Linked DNA regions of Zea mays: region 1 is linked to region 2. Evidence: chromatin contacts called from public Hi-C data. All regions are on one chromosome and are shown on one strand. Each heading gives the region's core, a stretch centred on a gene start, on an enhancer-like site or on the middle of the called end of the contact. The rest is flanking DNA. Distances are from core to core; before and after follow the strand shown.

Region 1 (3,171 bases), core at 17-2,516, 160 kb before region 2:
AGGGGGTTGCTACTGGCGTGCTGCGCAACAAGTGTGGGAGAGAGGGCGCCAGAGAGAGGCTCGAGGCCGGCGATGGTGGACCATCCCCGGTGAGCGCGCCGGTGCGCAGGGGCCCTGTGCTTGCGCCGGAGTGGAGCCAGAGGGCGCCGAAGGAGGGGAGTACGAGCAGGGCGACCTGGGAGGTGGCGTCGGCGACCTGCCGGCCGAGCAGGCCAGCTATGACGGTGGTGGCGTCTGCGGCCGTGCCTACGTGGGGGAGAACAGGGGGCCGCCAGGCTCGCGCTGGGGGTGGTAGGGGCCAGGCTCGCGCTTGGGGCGGCACCGCGGAAGCGGTGGCCACGCCCATGCCTGCAGCAGCATCGGCGACGGCGGCTGCGTCTGCGTCTGCAGAGAGAAGGGCAACACGTCCATTGGGGCAGGGCCGGCGGTGGGCGCTGGGGCGTGCTGGTGGGCAGAGGCGACCGGCGACGGGCACGGCTGGCGACCGGCGGTGGGGCAGAAGCAGCCGGCGGCGGCTGGGGTCGGGGTGGGGAGAAGAAAAGAAGAAACTAACCTCTCTATATCATGTGGGAAACCCTAACCCTAACTTAGGGTTGGGAGTTAGGGTTGGGAGTTGTATTAATCGACCAAGGTTGTTGGGCCTGATCCATTACATAGGGGTATAACTATAATTATAAGGGGCTAACCCCAAAATCCTAAACGGGTACTCTAAAATACACTAGTGAGAAAATAACATGTTCTTTATCTCTGAATCCATGCTAGTGCACCACCCTGAGGGTGTAAAACCTAGGTGTACTAGAAGTTCTGTATGCAAACTTTTTGAGTGGATGTTCAGTGTGTTCAGATATTTCAACATCGATACTTTGGTAGTGCTTAAATGTTTGCCTGATGCGCTGTTGAACTTAATTAATGTACTGTTTGCTTTGATGGGCTTTTGAACTTATACTGCTTGAAAATAGCACAATTGGTTTAGAATGATGGATTTCAAGAATGATGGATTTCATGTAGTGAACTGTCCTGAAGTATCTGTTGACACGTGAAATTGCTATAACCTTCAAATTATGATGTTCATGCACCAGTTGCCTCACATAAATCTTTGTTTCAGTTGGAATGCACTTCCTGTGGCTACACATGGTTTTCGTCCAGAGATGCCATCACAACACTTACAGAGGATGCCCCAAGCACTGCTGGGAATGTGGGCACTGCCCCCTTGGCAACAGCAAAGTTCGAGGTCGTTGAGAAGAAGCTCACGAGCCCACGGGACCAATCCGGCAAGCCTGCTTCTGATGCTCTGCAGAAGAGCACTGCAGCTTACATGCCAACTATGGAGAGGCAGAAGTCGTTTGCTAAGACCAAGCTGTTGGATGAACCCTCCCCCGCACCAAAACAGGGGTAGAGCCGTATTCATGCTGCAGATTGGTCTTTGCAGGATTTCGAGATACATACTTGTACATAGGGGTGATCCACCCCCCGCACCAAAACAGGGGATGAACCCTCCCCTGCACCAAAACAGGGGCCCTTTTCTTGACATGCTACCACCTCGTACTGGTTGTCTTCGTTTCGGTAGTTTGTTTTGCAGTCATGCATAGCCAGTTACCTCTCGTTTTATTATTTGCTTGTTTGTTGTAGCACTCATCAGTTGACATGAGGACGTAGGTTTGTGGCGTTTACCAGATTGATTTTGCTTTCTATGTGCTATAAATTTTGTCTTGCAAGGATCACTTCCCAGTTATGCTGGGCGACATCATGACCGTCTGTTGCAAACTTAAAACAAATTCTCTGAGTTTTTGAGTTACATGTTTCAGTCTGAGATCTGCGTAAGGATCCAACTTAAACAAAATCTCCGTGCCAATTGGGAAGGGATCTGCGTTTTGAGTTCCATGCGTTTCAGTCTGGAAGAGTACCGTAAGGAACTAACGTCGGAGGTCTGTTGACTACTTAATTTCAATCCTATAAAGATATTGAAAATTAAGACAACACAAGTTAAATATGTAGTTCTTTATCCTTGGTTCTACACTTTTTCCTTGATTCTACACTTTTTTGAAGTGTTGACACTAAGGATGAAGATATTTAAAAGGAGGTGTGCATGAAACGATATGAAACGAAACAATTAGGTGGAGCATAGTATGAAACTTATCTTATACGTCTTAGCATTTTTACCATCTTTCTTTATATCAAATGAATTTATAAACATATCTTCCGCTCTTTAATACAAGGTGACATGAGGGTTCTTTGAAGTCTAACCAACACGAAGCTATGACTCTTGAAAAAAGTACTTTATGTACGACATTGTTCACTTATTTATAGGGAAATCGAACAGCTTTGTAGAAAATCACATACATGCCCATAGGATTTACACACATGATTTACAAATGCTATAGAGATATTGCTGTCCTTTTCCTTTCTTTCATGCTACGCTACGCAAGCTTCGGACTTCTCCTTCGCTGGCTTCCGTTTGAAGCTTTTCTCCTTTGCCAAAGCAACCGACTTCAGCTCGCATCTTCCTTACTTGTGCGTACGGGCGAAGCCTTTTTTTATAAGTAGCTTTGGTCGAAGGCTAGCTTTATCCATCAATGGTAGTGTACCTGAAATACACTTGTTTATGCTAAAATGAAGTTTAAATGAGGACCTTTCGTAGAGTAGGCTCCAACAGTAGCCCAGTGCAAAATGAGTTATTTTCTTCCTAACGAGCTTAGATTGCAAAATAAAAAAGACAGGGAGGCCTTGCGCCGAATATCCGAAAAACACCTTCTCGAAGCTCGTTATGAATCAGTATCCTATGATCACCCTGACTGGTGGGGTCCAGATTTTAGTGAGTATAACAGTTAAATTCAAAAATCTGCATATATAAAAGGAAGCGACGCCCGATGGTGTTGACACGGCATTTGCTGTTTTGCGCTTGTTGCTATTAAAGCCTGCTTTGCCTTCGAAGCTTGCTTCGAGTGTTTTTTCACCTTCAAATTAGCCTTAGCTAGTTTGAAAAACACGCTTTTTCATTAGAAATGGCTCAGGAGCATTCTGTTGCTGAGGTATCTTTGGCACCTTTGTCAGATGTGCCAGAGACCAGGGTTGAGAACTTGGCTACAACAGTAGAGGTTACCGCCTCTCAGGCCGAAGCTGGCGCCGTGGATCCATCCGAGGATATCGACGATATTGACATTAAAGAAGACA
Region 2 (3,099 bases), core at 18-2,517:
TTCTTTACTCAGCTGCCCGCAAGAAGGACTGCTAATCATGACTCAGCAACCACCATGATCGCGCGCGCACGGGCGGTTGGCCAGTCAGACACGCACGCACGGCCGCACGAGGGATGGCGTGGTGGCTCGTGGCTGGCAGCGACGACGCACCCGCACGAGCACGAGAGGCCCCCGCCCGCCTGCCCTGGCCGGGGCCCCCCGACACATTTTCCATAGGCAAACAGTGGCGGAGCCCGCGCCCGACATCGCTGGGCGCGCCGCGCACGACGGCCGAACCACCCCGGCGTGCGGTCCCCTCGGCAGCCAGGGGACAGGCGCAGTGGCGGACGCAGAACAAAATTCTAGGTGGGGCCGACATCGCAAGAGATAAATCACCAGACTAGACCATAAATGTAGATTAATGATAATAACATGAATATTGAATGATAATATCTAGTGTTTCCAAAATGATATGAATACCAAAAAACCTTTTTGGCTCCTGAAAGGAGAGCTAGAGGGAGAAAATAGGTGGACTCACTGAGGACGAGGCACTAGGGCGAAGCAGCCGCATCGGCGCGTCGTTCTAGCGAGTCATCGAATTTGTCGTGAGATGGCGTTGGTGAGACGACGACAAGTAGGAGGAGCGAGTGCAGGAGGCGAGGTAGAGATAGATGATGGTGACGACAAGCGACACCCATTGTCGTGTTGCAATGGCGCGGTGGGACTCTAATGAGTTAGCGAGGGACAGGTGATGCCACGGTTCCACCAACAGCTTGCCCATGTGCTGGTGCAGACTAGGAGGCAAAATATCAACGTTGTGTGTAGGATCCCGACGAGTCGACGAGCTGATGAGTGATGAGAAGACAAAGTGCGCAGCAGCGGGCGGGTTAGGTCACCGATTTACTGGTCAGTAGATGACCGAAGAAGCGAGTGAGCCATGAGTGGGCTTGCGCTAGGGGAGAGAATCAAATGGCTCAGGTGAAGAGTGGACTAAGTAGTGAAGCATCGAGAGAAAAATAGATCAAAACCTAGTTTTCATTAGATTTGTCCACGCTAACTATACAAAAATTTGTTTATTTTGGTGTGTACCTAAACCTAGGTATAAAAGGTTAAGAAAAATTGAGGTGGGGCCATGGCCCACCTTGCCCACCCCTTGGATCCGCCCCTGGACAGGCGGAATCTCGCCGCGCTGGCCGTCTCACTGGCGCCCAGCCCCGCCTGCCTGCAGTTGCACGCGCCGTGTGGCCCGCTGCCACCGCATTATTAGTTGTCTGCTCCTCCACTGCTGCCTGTACACTACACTACAGATGGGCACGCCTGCTATATATACGGCGCCCATTGGAGTGCCGATTCAAAGTTTCAACAACACCTGCTACTTGAGCCAACAAACAACACACAGCTTGTCCTCGCCATTGCTCACTTGGGAGCATCCAATCCAACCCACAACACTTCGTGACTGCAATATGAAGCTGCTCGCTGGAGGCCAGAGGAGGAGGCAGAGGGGATTCGGCAAGGCCCTCAAGGAGCAGAGGGCCAGGCTCTACATCATCCAGAGATGCGTCGTCATGCTCCTACGCTGGCACGACTGACCAACCGCTGGGATCCACGCCATGGGGAAGCTTCATCCAAGGTCGGACGAGCTCCGATCCATCGTGTCTTCGCCTGACGACTCATCGGGTGCCGAAGTTTGGGGGGGGGGGGGGGGGGGGGGGGGGGGGGGGGGGGGGGGGGGGGGGGGGGGGCTCGTGCTGGTGCCACAAATGGTTGCCGGCTGCTGTACATAGAGGGCCAGTATAGTGTAGTACTCCGACAAAAAGAGGTGGTAGCAGTAGGATTCACTCTGGTGTTCGTCGTCAGTGTCTACCGTGTCATTGTGTAACCACATCGGTGTGATGGAATACCAAATCAATCAAACATAGAACAACCAATGGATCGCTGACAAGGCCTTCATCAGATTGCTTTCCTCTTCTTCGTCAGAAAACCAGAACTTGTAATCTGCGGAAAACAACTTGTGTCAATGTCTTGCCGGCTCAAAACATCATGCAACAGACCTGCTATTTTCTGGTTCTGAAGGTCTGGACAATTCCTGTATCAGCACAAGTCCTTTCCATCTTTGGACCCTGCTCTCTTCCTTTGCGGTTCTACACAATTCCTTTGGTTTCATCTTATTGGTCTTCGAGTCAAACTTTAATGTACAACAGATATCATTCTTGGGGTTGGAGTCATTTTTTATGCTGACTTCATGCCGGAAATGCTAAAAAGGAAACCTTTTAAGAAACCTTCATTGATTACTTCTTTGGAGTAAAACTTTTTTGGGCCTTCCAATAATCTGTGTTAGCATTTCAAGCAGAGCCTACTCTCTAGAGCTAGTTTTAGAGCCACAAAACCGGAGGAAATTGGAGGGGCTAAAATCCCCTTTTTATTTAAGAAAAAGGATTTTAGCCCTTACAATCCCCTCCGGTTTTTGGCTCTCAAACTAGTCCCAAAGAGCATACGTGGGTTTCATCCCCAGCGCTGTCACGATGACTGACCTAGTGAAAAAATCAGAGGTTCATTTGACTAATCACGACTAGTTTGGAAAATTAATTCCCTCTAAGATCCCTAGGAATGAGTGTAAAATTAGCTCATATTCCCTCGGTCTTTGAGAATATCGACTTAAGTTTTCAATCTAGATCTTAATGTGTAGCTCACCTGCATTTCCAATTTCTGAAAGCATTCAAAGAAAAGGCTAGTTTATAGTTTTTTGTCCACATATTACAACCAACTGAGTGTAAATTGCTTGTTTGAGACCCTAAACGAATTCAAATAAAAAAGTTATCAACTATAAAGTTGAATAACTTTTGAAGTTCTACAACTTTTATTGAAACTTTTTTCATCCGAGGCCGTTTGCAAAATTTGAATTTTAAATCAGACATACTTAGATTCAATTTTTGAGAACCGAAATGAGTTTAAATAAAAAAGTTGTCAACTATAATGTTTCGTAACTTTTAGAGATCAACAACTTTTATATTGGTGGTTTCATCATACAATGTCGTTTGAAAAACTCAAAAAATTAAAGATAAAAATAATTTCTTGTGGCGGTTCCTTAAAAAAACTGCCACTAGAAATCGATTTCTACCG

The links. A called contact is a pair of places that touch in the nucleus more often than the background predicts.
Region 1: a contact with region 2 is called in a Hi-C map of ear, with 4 times the contacts expected there. The contact joins the enhancer-like site here to the promoter of LOC109943973 in region 2. A contact is called at or near these places in 8 of 25 Hi-C or Micro-C datasets (ear, endosperm, leaf and 2 more) and 1 of 3 datasets of contacts at active chromatin or transcription factors (leaf).

What each region holds. Positions count from the first base shown.
Region 1 is chr8:58,420,451-58,423,621 of Zm-B73-REFERENCE-NAM-5.0, reverse strand. LOC100285236 (BAH domain containing protein) reads left to right here. Exons shown (of 8, transcript NM_001158130.1): 8 at 1,106-1,795. The coding sequence ends at 1,396. Among protein-coding and RNA genes, the nearest start is that of LOC100285236, 16 kb to the left of the region's middle. Within about 2 kb of position 1,266, at least 2 of the 20 cell types and tissues checked have an H3K27ac peak or open chromatin away from gene starts, as enhancers often do.
Region 2 is chr8:58,262,728-58,265,826 of Zm-B73-REFERENCE-NAM-5.0, reverse strand. It overlaps LOC109943973, which reads left to right and starts at 1,267. Exons shown (of 1, transcript XM_035961669.1): 1 at 1,267-2,051. The coding sequence starts at 1,287. The coding sequence ends at 1,568.